2 separate regions of the Anas platyrhynchos genome follow, and region 1 is linked to region 2. Evidence: chromatin contacts called from public Hi-C data. All regions are on one chromosome and are shown on one strand. The core of a region is the stretch at or near the end of the contact, and the rest is flanking DNA. Distances in the headings are between cores, read along the strand shown. Region 1 overlaps STIM1 (stromal interaction molecule 1). Region 2 holds the start of STIM1 (stromal interaction molecule 1).

Evidence for each region. Hi-C and Micro-C count contacts between places; a contact is called where the count stands out from the background.
Region 1: a Hi-C map of subcutaneous adipose tissue shows a contact between it and region 2, with 2.1 times the contacts expected there. The contact joins the enhancer-like site here to the promoter of STIM1 in region 2. A contact is called at or near these places in 5 of 8 Hi-C or Micro-C datasets (F1 follicle, liver, skeletal muscle and 1 more).

The regions. Positions count from the first base shown.
Region 1 is chr1:206,893,564-206,900,426 of IASCAAS_PekinDuck_T2T, forward strand. The region is part of intron 5 of STIM1 (stromal interaction molecule 1); the gene reads left to right. Among named protein-coding and RNA genes, the nearest start is that of RRM1, 42 kb to the right of the region's middle. Within about 2 kb of position 3,853, at least 2 of the 8 cell types and tissues checked have an H3K27ac peak or open chromatin away from gene starts, as enhancers often do. A contact at or near this core is called in subcutaneous adipose tissue, where this site is marked.
Region 2 is chr1:206,846,448-206,852,842 of IASCAAS_PekinDuck_T2T, forward strand. STIM1 (stromal interaction molecule 1) reads left to right here and starts at 2,530. Exons shown (of 12, transcript XM_072033010.1): 1 at 2,530-2,747. The coding sequence starts at 2,636. It overlaps RHOG (ras homolog family member G), which reads right to left and starts at 1,043. Exons shown (of 2, transcript XM_072033007.1): 1 at 887-1,043.

The sequences.
Region 1 (6,863 bases), core at 2,603-5,102, 48 kb after region 2:
AAGAACTGCTCCCACACGGCTCCGTCCCACGGGGTCCATCCCCCAGTCCCAAACTGCTCCAGCACGGGGCCCCCACGGGTGGGTGGCAGCTCCCCCCAGACCCCATCCACCTGCTCCACCGGGGGCTCCTCCACCCATGGGGGGGCTGCAGTGTGGAGATCTGCTCCGTGTGGGACCCATGGCTGCAGGGGGACAGCCTGCTCCACCAGGGGCCTCTCCCTGCACAGGCTGCAGGGGAACTTGTGCTCTGGTTCATGGAGCACCTCCTGCCCTCCTGCTGCACTGACCTTCTCACAGAGGCCACCCCTGCACCCCCCGCAACCAAAACCTTGCCATTAAACCCAATACAATACCGATCAGGTATGTGAATCCTTTAAGCTTTTAGCTGAAGCAGGGATTTAACACTTTTTAGGCAGCAATATTTGCTAGTTGGTAGTTAGCTGAATGGATTTGTCTCGGGTTTATTATGGTGAGAACTCACTTGTGTAAAACTAATTTCTTGAGAAATTGATTGCAAGGCAGCAGCTCTCAGCAGCCATCAGCGATCAGCAGTAACTCAGGAAGTTCTCAGCGACCTTTTAAGCTGCAGAAGCTGCTCTTCTGGTTCAGCAGCAGATTCAGTGGTTTCAGGTGCGTTCCAGTTCTTGTTCTTTTTGTCTGCTCGGTGAAGGTGGTCTCCTGCTCCTTGCCTCTGCAAGGGAAGCTCCCAGCAGCAGGATGTGGCTCACAGGTGCAGGATCTTCAGGGTTTTTCTTATCTCCCAAAGAAGCTCTTGTACCTGCAATGCATAGGAAGCAATAAATACACCCAGCCCAGCTTGGAGTACCACGGCTGCTTCCTTCAGACTCACAAATCCAGACATCTCACTGCCAGGGGGGATTCCAGCCCCAGTGCCAGGGCACTGTTTCTCATTCTGCCCCATAAAGTCGGGAAGACTTCCTCGTCCTGAGGCTAAAAACTTCTCTGATGTCTCCCGTAGTTTGGAGCAGAGGCTTCAGGCAGCACCAGTTGGCTGATGCGCGCCTGGGCAATTTGCTTGCTGATCAGCAGGCTCCTGTGGTCTCATTTTCTATGCCAGACTCCAGACGTGTGATTCCTCTCTTCAAAGAGGTCTGCTCGCTTGCAGGGCTACAGCTCTGTAATTAATCCATCGCACAGGAGTATGGTGTAATTACAAACCAGGCGAGATGAACTGATGGAGTCTGTGTCTGTGTTCCTTTGTTTTCCTGTCCCTTAGCTCAGAAATTCATCCAGGACCAAATATCACAACTTCGGGTGAAACAGGAGAGGAGAATTTAAGGAAGCAAGCAGTGAAATGTAAAACCACGGGGTTTTCTTTGTGAGTAGGGAATGTAGGTTTTTATTTATAACTCTCAGGTAACAGACTCAGCTGTTTGTCTCCTCACATATTGCCCAAGGCACCGCCGTGCTGTGATTTTGGATCAGACAATGGGCACCCCAACAGGACGTGGCACTTGTTGCAGGTTTCTGGATGACCTTACTTTTTTTTTTTTTGTTTTTCAGCAAGTGTTTATTTCTTTGGTGTCCACTCGGGGGTGGACAAAGCCAGGTGTCCCTTGGTAGAGCTTCGTGTGGCTGATTTGTTTCTGTTTGTTGTGATTAGAGGAGTATTTGACAAGTACTTCGAGACCCGCTTAGACATTATTTGTTTAAAGCAATAGAATTTCTTAACCAAATAGCAGATTGATTTATTGCTGTGAGATTTACCATCCTCTTTAAATATTTACAGTTAAATGGATCGTGTTTGGATTTCCTGCACCTATACGGAAGAGCAGCTTTGTCCCGTTAGGACACTTTGTAAGTGACTTTTCTGCTCACAAGTCAGCGCTGTCAGTCCGTGGAGCTGTCTGTCCATGTGACAAGCAGCTGTCAAATAAGCTGTGGCTTTTTTTAACAATAGCTAGGAAGCTAAAAACCCAGGGGGTGTGCTTGGTGCTCAGACATCCCATTTTCCTCAAAATCAGCAAATCTTTCAAAGGCTCTTTAGGTTCTTTACCTGATTCTGGTGTGAGCCCACTAGCAAACAGAAGTGTTTGAGTACTGGAGGAAAGTCCCGGTCTTGATACAAAGACAGGAATGCTAAGTGCCTTCAGGGAAATGTAGAAGATTGTTAGCTCGGTTTTTAAAGGAGGTGTGTGTTCTGTACTTGGTTTTATGCTGTTGTACCTCTAGCAGCTGCAGCCTGAGCTTTTCTTCTTTCCTGTGTTGTCTGAAACCATCTGCTTCTGCACGCGGCAGGCTGCATCGCAGATCTGGTTAGTTCCCACAGAGGAACCAAAAATTAGTAATTTCCATGTTTTCTGATACTTCAATTTCACTGTAAATAACTGGTGTGGAATGTAGATTTCTTTTCTTTTATCGGTGCTAATGTAAGTTGCTTTAAAATTGCTGTTTTTCCTGTAATCCAGCTAGGTTTTATTCCCAAAGCAAAACATTGGGAAACTTTCAGTTTAAAAATTGAGGCTTTCAATTTGTGTCGTTCATGGTGGGTCTCTGGTTCAAAAAAATTCGGGTTACTCTTCCACTTTTCCTATTGCTTAGCTTCTTACCTCGCTTCTTTAAAACCTAAAACACGGCAGCGCTGCAAACCCAGCGCTGCGCAGCGTACGGTCATCCTGCAGCCACCTGCGTGCCTGCTGTGGGCTTTGCAAAACGGTGTTTGTGCTTCCTCCTTGCCTCCCACAAATAAAAATTAAAAAAGCACGGAAAATGGTGTCCCCAGTGCCGGTTGCTCACCCCGCAGTCTGGCAGCTGAGGTTCAGTTCCGAAAACTGCTCGAGACACTTCCTACACGGTCAGCTTCTGCCGCGTTCCTCTGGGGCAGTCAATGCCTTCGCAAAGCAGAGTTGTTAGAAAAGCAGTAAGCAGAAGGTGTTCTGGCACGAAATCCCTGATCTGGAGCAGTTTGATCAAACCAAGCATGATCCCAGCACCTTGGGCGTTTCGCGGGGCTGCAGCAGTGTGAGCTGAGTGGTGAGCAGTGTGGTGAGCCACCAGCCCCTGCGGCAGCGCTTCCAGGGGACCCCAACAGAGCCCCTCCAAGGATTTTACTAAAATGCAGCTGTTTGGAAGCTATAATCATTCATTTGCTAAATTCCAGGCACTTCTGCTAGCAATTTGGGGAATACGGGTGTGGGTTTGTGTGTTTGGTGTGGTTTGGTGGCAGGGGGTAGCATTGTGCACAGCAAACCAAAGGGACTTGGTGAAATGCTCATCGGGGAAACTCCACTTAGTGCAACAATAGCTAGTGAATGTGCTTTATGCTCTGCATTTTTGAGTAGGGTAATGGTAGTGAGAACTCCATTTGTGGAAAAATAATGGGCAGTTTGTGATAAATGCTGTTTTTTGTGAGTGTCAGTACAAGATGTAACAGCTGTACGTCTGTCCTTTCTCCCCCAGCCTGTCTGCTCTGCGGGGCGATGGGTTGAATCCAAGCACGGGTTGGATCTGGCACAGAGTAGGAGAGTGCACAAACTGGGGTAAAGTAACCAAGTTTCAGATGATTTGGGTTTTTATTTACCATTCTTTGAACCACTCAGAGGCAGTGGCCGGGATGTCCATGCCAGCTGGTGGCCCCAGCCCTGCTCGCAGTGCTCGTCGTTACCCACACGCTTCTTCCCAGGAATTAAGGCTTCGTTTCTGGTGAACCTGCGCTCTTACAGGGCTGTAGGAAGCCAAAAGGCAACTTCTACATCCAAGCTGAGTTTTCCCTGTTGTTTCCTTAATGCTTGTCTTCAGTGAAAGCCGCCGGAGAGGAAGGCTGCTTGCCAGGCGGCTGCGTGGCGTGGCTTTGGCAGCAGCAGGAGGCTGTGAGTCAGCGGGGCTGGGGCTGGTCGGGGCTGGGTTTGGTTGGGGCTGGGGCTGGTCGGTGTCTCATGGGGCTGCACCCAGCACCCCGGGCTAAGGCTGGAGCTGCCCGGCTGGGAAGGCAGCGGAGCTGCGGCTGGCTGGGGAAAGCAGGCAATGGGAACGGGGGGAAACCTGCAAAGGAGAGGAGAGCTCGGGTATTGTGGGAGAGCAGAGAGCAAGTCTGTCCGAACGAGTCGCCCAGGCAGCCTTCTCAAGACACGAAATGAGGGATCTGAAGTGCTGCGTGTGCAGCAACTTGCCAGAAGCTGCTTCTTAGGAAGAGGATGTTGTGATAATCCATCCGGAATGAGAAGCGGGGCCAGTGCGAGGCTTGTTTATTTCTTTAGCGTTGAGTTTACAAGTGAGTGTTTTCAGAGAATGGCTGGACTCTTCTGTGGCACATTAGGTGATGCACTAGGTGACAGAGAAGGGGGGAAGGTGCTTGGATGGCCTCCTGGCCGCCCCGGGGGGCTCCTGGAGCAGCCTTGTCCATGACCCGCATCAGCTGGGTGCAGGGCTGCTGGCACGGCCACATCCCACGGCTCCTTTGAATGGTTCAGTTGGGACGAGGACATTATTCGAGGACATTATTCCTCTTCTTTCTTCCATTTATGCACCTACAGAGACCCGTGTGGTGGTTGTGTGTTTAAGCAAATTAAAGCTATTAATATTGCAATAAGTGCTGGTGGGCTGGGCAGGGCAATAGCCACCAGGCATTGCTGTCCATCGATGAAGCACTTCAGGTGACAGGTGGCACTGATACTTCCCAGCAATAGATTGACCATTGCAGTCCAGAGGGAAATTTCACTCTTACTTTAAAAATTGTCCTAAGGCAGAGGGTTATACACATCTCCATGAGCTGTACCGCTATTGCTAAGCCAAGATTTTTATTTAATCCACTTCTGCTGAAATTCTGTTCATCTTCTGACAAACGGGAGGTGATTTTTTCTTAGCTTCAAGTCTAGCAGGCTACAAGGAGAGCAGTAAAAAGGAAAAAAGCAAGCAGCACGAGCTGGGATGTGTCGTCGTGTCCATGATCTGTGCCCGTGCCCCTGGGCTTCCAGCTGCAGGCTCAGATGCTGTTCGTCACCACGCTGAAGCTGAATGCAGCCTGGACAGTTGGCCAGGAAGAGCAAAGTGGAGCAAAGCGCGATAAGGTTACACAGAGATGACCTGAGCAGAGCAGGTACCGTAATTCAATGAGCTCCTGCTGCTGCTGGCACAGCCGAGCTGGGGTGATGAGCTGCGTTTGCCCCAAGACAGGATCGAGGTGGCAGCTTAAATTTCCTTTGCTGGAAATTCCTGAGTGGTTCATGTCTCACATGCAGCAGGCTGGGAACACGGCTGCTTGCAAGCGCCAGTTTCCAGGTGGTAGTGCGAGCACTTTCCTTCATCAGCCCACACCCAGAAAGAAAAACAGCCGCTGAGGACAGATCAGGAGGTCTGTAGAGGAGAATGCTCTCAGGTATCCGTCTGTTTCAGCTGGGGGCTCTGGTTGGTGATACCCGAGAGCCAGTTTGTGTCCTGAGCCAGTGCTCTGACTGCTTGCAGGGGGAACAGGGAGGAATTTCTGGTGCCTCCTCTGTCCGTAGCGGTACCACCAAGGCAGTGGCCTGAGCTTGCAGGCTGGTTTTTGGTGCATCTTTTCCTCTTACTCTTAAAATGCACTTATAGAAACAAGTTAAACGAATTAAAGATTTTCATGTCATGTTTGCAGTTCTGTCCTGTGCTCTTCAAGCGATCCATCTGCCCCAGAAATCTCAGTGCAGATTACAGATATTACAGATATTTCTGTCAACCCATGGTACCATCCTTTACACATCCCTCCTGCTGGCTGAGCTGCACTCCTCATTTCTGGCTTTCTCTCAGCCTGAGCAGTTCCTACCAGCCGCAGATGCCAGCTGCCCGTGTGAGTAACTCCAGAAACGGTCTCTGTGGGTGAGGATGACCCCGTTACACCGAGGCACTTTGAGGCCGGTTTGGCTCAGCAGACAGGGAGCTGCAGAGGGCCCACGGAGAGGCTGTGCCCGGGGAGGGCTGGGGGATAGGTGGTGACACCGGGAGCAGGGTCGGGCTCCAGCACTTGGATGCAGGGAGAGCAGTAACGGGTCACTGCCCTCTGTCACTGGTAATTAAGTCCACTTAACAAATCCCTTACAAAGCAGTCAGAGAGTATTGATGACAGACCCAGCAGACCCCAGAACACCACGTGGTGGCACGGTTTGGCACGGCGCTCCGTCCTCTCCTGGAGCTCCCTGGGGTCCAGGCCTTTTCTGAGCCCCCCACCTGCCTGCACCCCGCGGCTGCCCTCTCCAGCCCAGGCTTATTCCTCAGCCCGGGGCTGTGCCCACCTTCACACGAGGCTGATCTGAGGCTGGCAGTGACTCATCTCAGCCCGATGCTTGGTGCATGTTTGGTTGTGTTTGTATTCCTCATGCTCCTGGAATTCTTCGTCTTGCAACCAAATTCTTCTTCTTGGCTTGCAACCAAAATGTGGACGAATCCCTGCATCATTTACATCACAGCTCCAGGATGGGAAAAGGAAAACGTTTACCTAAAGTGCCTTCTGTGCTTGGTATTCCTCCAGTCCCCACGAGTTCTCTCTGTGCACATCACTTTTGGAGACGCGTGGGGCTGTGGGTGTGCTCCATCCCCGCCCCAGCCTGAGGTCTGCCAGACCCAGCTGTGTTTTTCTCCCAGTTAAAGCCCTCAACATCCTCCTCTGCTGCTCTTTCATCGTCTCCTGCATACCTGCAGTGTTTGTTTTCTTGGTCTCTTCCATGCCCTGTTGTTTCTGGATCGTGTGTCTTGACCTAAAGTAGAGGCTTGCTGGGAGCGACGTGGGCGTGAGTTAGAGCAAACATCTCCTGTACCTGATTTCACTGGGGCGTAAAGAGATTCTGGGGTACAATAAATATTGTTCTTGCCTCAGGTATCAGATTCCTCATCGCTCTAAATGACAAGTAATTTTTATATAAAAAAAACTTTTTATC
Region 2 (6,395 bases), core at 1,280-3,779:
CGCAGCCCAAGGGGGGGTCCAGACCCTGCGCCCCCCCCGGTGTGTTTGGGGTTATTTGAACAGCAAACATCACACAGACACCGGGGGGGCATTTGGGGACAGGGATACGGGGACAGTTATGGGGTGGGATGGGGATGGGATGGGATGGGGATGGGGATGGGGATGGGGATGGGGATGGGGATGGGATGGGGATGGGGATGGGGATGGGATGGGGATGGGATGGGATGGGATGGGGATGGGGATGGGGATGGGGATGGGGATGGGATGGGATGGGATGGGGATGGGATGGGATGGGGATGGGATGGGGATGGGGATGGGGATGGGGATGGGGATGGGGATGGGATGGGGATGGGGATGGGATGGGATGGGGATGGGATGGGGATGGGATGGGGATGGGGATGGGATGGGATGGGGATGGGATGGGGATGGGGATGGGGATGGGATGGGGATGGGATGGGATTGGGATAGGATGGAGATAGGATTGGGATGGGATTGGGATGGGGATGGGATGGGGATGGGGATGGGGATGGGGATACTGGGGACACCTCCCTGTCCCTTTTGGGATATGTGGGGGCTCTGCAGCCCTCCAAGACGCCCCCAAAACCCCCCCCGTGCGCCACAGCGTCCCCGGAGAGGGGGTTGGGGGCTCCTCTTTGGGGTCTCCAGCACCCCCCGGGACCTGGGGCGGGGGGCGAGCGGCAGCACCCAAGGGTGCCCCCCAGCGGGATGCGCAAAGGGGGGCGCAAACCTGCGGCACCCCCCCGGACCCCCCGGCATCCAGGACCCCCCGGCGCCCCCAAAGGGGGCGCCGGGGGGTCCTGGATGCCGGGGGGTCCGGGGGGGTGCCGCCCCCACGCCCTCCCCCCTAATTTCCCACAGGACTCACCCCGGGGCATGGCGCTGGTTTGGTGGGGAGGGGGCTGCGCTGCGCACCCCCCCCGTAGCAGGACGGTCCGAGAGCTCCCGACACACACAAAAAAACTTTCCTCCTCCCGCCGCCGAGCCCCGGCCCGCCCCCACCGCTTCCTTCCTGCTTTGGGGAGGGGGGGGGGGGGTTGGGGAAAAAAAAAATAAAAAAAAAAAAAAAAATTGGGGGGGGAGGGGATTGAGGGGGGGGGCGTGGGCACGGCAGGATGAGGGCGTGGGAACGGAGGGGGGTTCCCCTGGGGGGGGGCACACGCCCACTTTTTGCAACACCCCCCCCACTCCTGAGCCCCCCCCCCCACCATCCTGACCCCCCCCCCTCGGAGCAGGGCGCTGCGGGGCCCTGCTGCCACCCAGAGGAGGGATGGGGCAGGGGGGGCCCCATCCCATCCCATCCCATCCCATCCCTTCCCCATCCCCATCCCCATCCCCATCCCCATCCCATCCCATCCCATCCCATCCCTTCCCCATCCCCATCCCCATCCCCATCCCCATCCCATCCCATCCCATCCCCATCCCCATCCCCATCCCCATCCCCATCCCCATCCCATCCCATCCCATCCCATCCCTTCCCCATCCCCATCCCCATCCCCATCCCCATCCCATCCCATCCCATCCCTTCCCCATCCCCATCCCCATCCCATCCCCATCCCCATCCCATCCCCATCCCCATCCCCATCCCCATCCCCATCCCATCCCCATCCCATCCCCATCCCCATCCCCATCCCCATCCCCATCCCCATCCCATCCCCATCTCCATCCCCATCCCCATCCCCATCCCATCCCCATCCCCATCCCCATCCCCATCCCATCTCCATCTCCATCCCCATCCCATCCCCATCCCCATCCCATCCCATCCCCATCCCCATCCCCATCCCATCCCATCCCCATCCCATCCCATCCCCATCCCCATCCCCATCCCATCCCATCCCCATCCCATCCCATCCCCATCCCCATCCCCATCCCCATCCCCATCCCATCCCCATCCCCATCCCATCCCCATCCCATCCCCATCCCATCCCCATCCCCATCCCCATCCCCATCCCCATCCCATCCCCATCCCATCCCCATCCCCATCCCCATCCCCATCCCATCCCCATCCCATCCCCATCCCCATCCCATCCCATCCCATCCCCATCCCCATCCCCATGCAGGGAGGGGGTCCTGCCCCTCTGCTCTGCACTGGGCACAGCAGGAGGATCCCCACACACCTGTATCGCCCCCCCCCACCTGTAGGGCCCCCCCCAGCCAGAGAAGCCACAAGGCTGGGGGCGAGCGTGGGGGGGGGGGGGGACATCGGTCCCCGTCCCCTCTTCTACCCTCACAAGTCACCCATCCAATCTTCACACGCGGCCCCTCCTGCTTAGCTTCCACACCGCGCCTCGCGCCCAGCCCTCTCACCCCCCCTCACGGCCACCAGAGGGCGCCGCGGCTCAGCGGCAGCGGCGGGAGAGGGAGGGGAGGGGGCGTGGCCTGGAGCCCTCCCGCCATTGGCCGGCGCTTTGGCTCCGCCCCCTGTCAGCGAGCGCGCGGCGGGGCGGGGCGGGGCGGGGCGGGGCGAGACCACGAGGGCAGGGCGCGGGGGGGGGGGGGGGGAGGGCAGAGGGAGAGACCACCCCGGGGGGCGGGGGGGGGGGCGGCCCCGTTGCCTCAGCCCGCAGCCGGCCCGGGGCGGCCCCAGCGGCTCGGAGCGGCCCCGAGCAGCGGCCCCATGGCTGTGCGGGCCGGGCCGTGCGGCCTCCTCCTCATCCTCCTCCTCCTCCTGCAGCACGGCCGCGGAGAACGGGCCCCGGCACCGCACCTGGAGGACGCGGCCATCGCGGGTGAGGACGCGGGGACGGGAACGGCCTCAGGGCCCCCTCAGGGTCCCCCCAGTCCCCTCTCAGCCCCCTCAGGATCCCCTCAGGGCCCCCTCAGAGACCCCTCAGCCTTCCCCCAGCCCCCTCAGGGTCCCCCCAGAGCCCCCTCAGAGCCCACCCGGAGCCCCACCAGGGTCCCCTCAGAGCCCTCTCAGCCTCCCCTCAGCCCCCCCAGAGTCACCTCAGGGCCCCCTCAGGGTCCCCCCAGAACCCCCTCACGGCCCCCTCAGGATTCTCTCAGGGTCCCCTCAGAGACCCCTCAGCCTTCCCCCAGCCCCCCCAGGGTCCCCTCAGGGTCCCCTCAGAGCCCACCCGGAGCCCCCCCAGAGCCCCCTCAGGATCCCCCCAGAGCCCCCTCAGGATCCCCCCAGAGCCCCGTCAGGGTCCCCCCAGAGCCCCCTCAGGATCCCCTCAGAGCCCCTCAGGGCCCACTCACGGCCCCCCCAGAGCCCCCTCAGTCCCTCACAGCCCCGGGAGGGCTCCGTGCCCACCGCCCAGCTGGGCCCCGGGGCTCCGGGCACCCCCCAGCGCCTCAGCAGGGCCGCCCCGTGCTCCCCTCTCGCCCCCGGTGCCCCCCCGGCACAGCCCCGGTGCCCCTCCAGGGTTGGGGGCCACGGGGCTCCCCCCCCGGCCGTGCCCGCAGCCGGTACCCGGGCTCTGGGGCTGCTCGGGGCCGGGGATCGGTTGGGGCCCCGGGGTGGTGCCTGGCTCAGGGCATGGCCCCGGTGCAGGCCCGTGGCTGGGCCGTGTCCTGGCCCTGCTGGGAGCTCAGCACCGGGGCTGGGGGCTGCGGGGTGAAGGTGCCCGGACGGAGCCAGGCACCCTGAAGGCCTTTGGGGCTGGCTGGGGGTAACGGGGCAGGTCCCTGGGATCCCGCTATGGGGTGAGCCGTCAGGAGCTCGGTGCCTGGTGTGCAGGGAGCTGGGTTCACCTCGCCGGCAGCCTGGTTTATGGGGCTCCCTTCTGCTTCGTGTGGCCCGCGTGCTGCCTGCTCTGCTGGAAGTTGTTTTTGTGCCCCCCGTATGTGAGCTTAAAGTCCTTAAGCCGGTTCGCATCCAGCCCGCTCCATTAAGGAAACTGGATCTCTGCCGTCCTTTTGATGAAGCAAGGTTTATGCCTCCAAGGAATTTTCGGGTGAGTTATTTTTGGAGGCCCTGCAGAAGTGTGGCGGCCCTGGTGATTCAGCCGCTGCCTCGCTGTTCCCTCGCAGCCGCCGGTGCAGGGAGGGCGCGGGACCCAGGCCCTGCTGCCCAGGCTGCCCACAGGTGGGGTTTTCCTGCAGGAGGGCTTCGTTCTTCTCCACGCCGTCGGCTTTTCTCTGCTGGCACGTTCTGGCTCCTTCTGGGCGCGCAGTGCTGCAGAGCAACACGTGGCACCTCGCAGGCTGCATACCCAGACACGCGTTCATACGGAGCGGGGCCCTTCAGCCTGAAGGCCGGCAGCTCCTGGCACAGCCACGCCGTGTACGGGGGGCTCGGCGGTGCTTGTTGCACTCCGTTAACACCCCTTAAAGTGTGCCCTTTGAGATCGCGTGGCCGCTTGCTTTGTAACTTTTAGGGCGCTGCCTGGCACAGTGAGCAGCCCCAGGCAGCAGCACGCCGCTTTTCTCCTCGTCCCCAGCAGCACAGGCTGTTATCGTGAAGCAGGGGCGGGTGTTTGACACATTTTCGAAAGTGAAAGGGTTCCGTTTATTTATTTGTGTGACATGCCACGATTTTAATGATTTAAAAAAAAAAAAATTGGATGGCTTTGGTCACTTTTCCCTGGAGCAGGGTCCCAGGAGATGCAGGGAGGCTGTGTGCCGAAGCAGCAATGTGGCCTCAGTGCTGTCTGCTGCTCAGGCTCGGCTGCCTGTGTTCCTCTGCCCACACCACGGGCACAGCGATGCACTTTGCTGGGCGTTTGTGCATGTTCTGGGTCCCAAGATTTCTGAGTGAGGGTTTGAGAAGAGCGGTTGTGTGTGTGGAGGAAAGTCAGCGCTGGTGACCGGGCTCTGGGGGAAAACCAGATCAGATTTTCTTCTGGCTTCGACTCGTTCGCAGGCTGCTGGTGAACGCTTCATCCTTAATCTTCCCGTGCCGGTATCAGATTCGCGCTGGGTTGCTCCCAAAAGGGCAGGAGCCATTTCGTAAGGCCCCGGGGAGCCTCGGTGCGTGGGTCGGTGCCGCGGAGCCAGGAGGGGCGGCGAGGGGGTCCCGAAGCTGCCCGTGAACACCTCACAGAGCAGTTCCGTGACCCGGGGAGCCCGGGCAGCGGCCGCCCCGCGTTGCGCAGGATGTGCTGAGGGCCGGCCTGCCGGTAGGATTGTTTTCACCCACACGTGGTTATTTTTAGCCCCAGCCCGTCCGGCTGCACGCCCGGCCCGGGGCTCTCAGGGCTCTCGCCGTGCCGTTCGCACGCCCCCATGCCGGTGGTGGGGACGGAGCCGAAACCAGCGGTGCTGTCAGGAGGGGGCTGCTCCTCTTCGTGGCTCCCTGCTGGGACCTCACGGCCACCGGTGTCCGTGGGTTTGGGCTCGTCTGTCCTGCTGGCTGCGTGGTCTGCGGCCGCCTCGGGAAGTGGTGCATGGGATCGCAGTGAACACGGTGAGCGCCTCCATGGTCCGAGCTGGTGTCGCTGAGCTTGCTCCTCTTCTCCTGTCATCGCTGCCAGGGACATCGCTGGAGATGCGGGAAGGCGCAGGGGCTGTGCCGGGGGTGGTGGTGTTGTTCCTGGCTTCTTTGGCCGTGGCACCGCTCACCTGAGCTCTGTTAGGTTGCCACCAGCCCCGTCCCCTTCCAGCCACAGGGATATCGCGGTCTGTGCCCCTCTGAGCCTCGGTGTGCCCTCAGAGTGCTCTGTGGGATCCTCTGTGCGTGTGGGGCAGGCCGTGCCTGCCCCCTTCTGCGTGTGCTCCCAGTGGCCCGGTGCTGGGCTCCAGTCCTTGCTCTGCCGGCATTATTTGGGCAGGGGCTGACCTGGGTGTGAATTTACCCCGTTTCTCCTTCCTGCAGGAGCCTGGGGGGGGTCCAGCCGGGATCAGCCCCGAGCAGAGCAGGGGCACTGGGGCTGCCACAGGGGCACTGTGGGACCAGGGTTTGTCCTGTGTTTGTGCTGTGCAGCAGCACCCCTCTATTTTATATTATATTGAGCATTAGGGCTGCTGGTTGTTTAACTGGTGGAGCATTGGCACTGCACTTCTTTCATGCTATTTCACGTTTACCTCACCCACCACGATGCCAAAATCCGCACCTGCCCTCTATTCCTCTGCCAGAACCTCTGATTTCATGCACGGCAGCAAGGGAGCTGCTTTGGTGAGCCGGCTGTGGCAGGAGCCCGGCGAGCTGGCGCCCTGGGGTGGGCACAGCCGGGTGCTGGTTTCTGTAATAACTTCATGGCCTCGCCTTTCCCACAGGCCTGGAGGGGTTTGTGAGGCACCCGGACCCGCTCCCTTTTTCTTGCTTTTAAACAAAACGCTTTCAAAAAGCGGCGCTGTCCCCGAGGCTCCAAGGCTTTCGTTACAGTGCCTCTTGTTCTAGCTGCAGCCGTGCCCTGCCGGTGCTTTCACAGAGCAGAGGCTGCTCTTGGTGGGCAGCTTGAGGATATCTCCGCGGAAGAGAAGTGTTTTTTGAT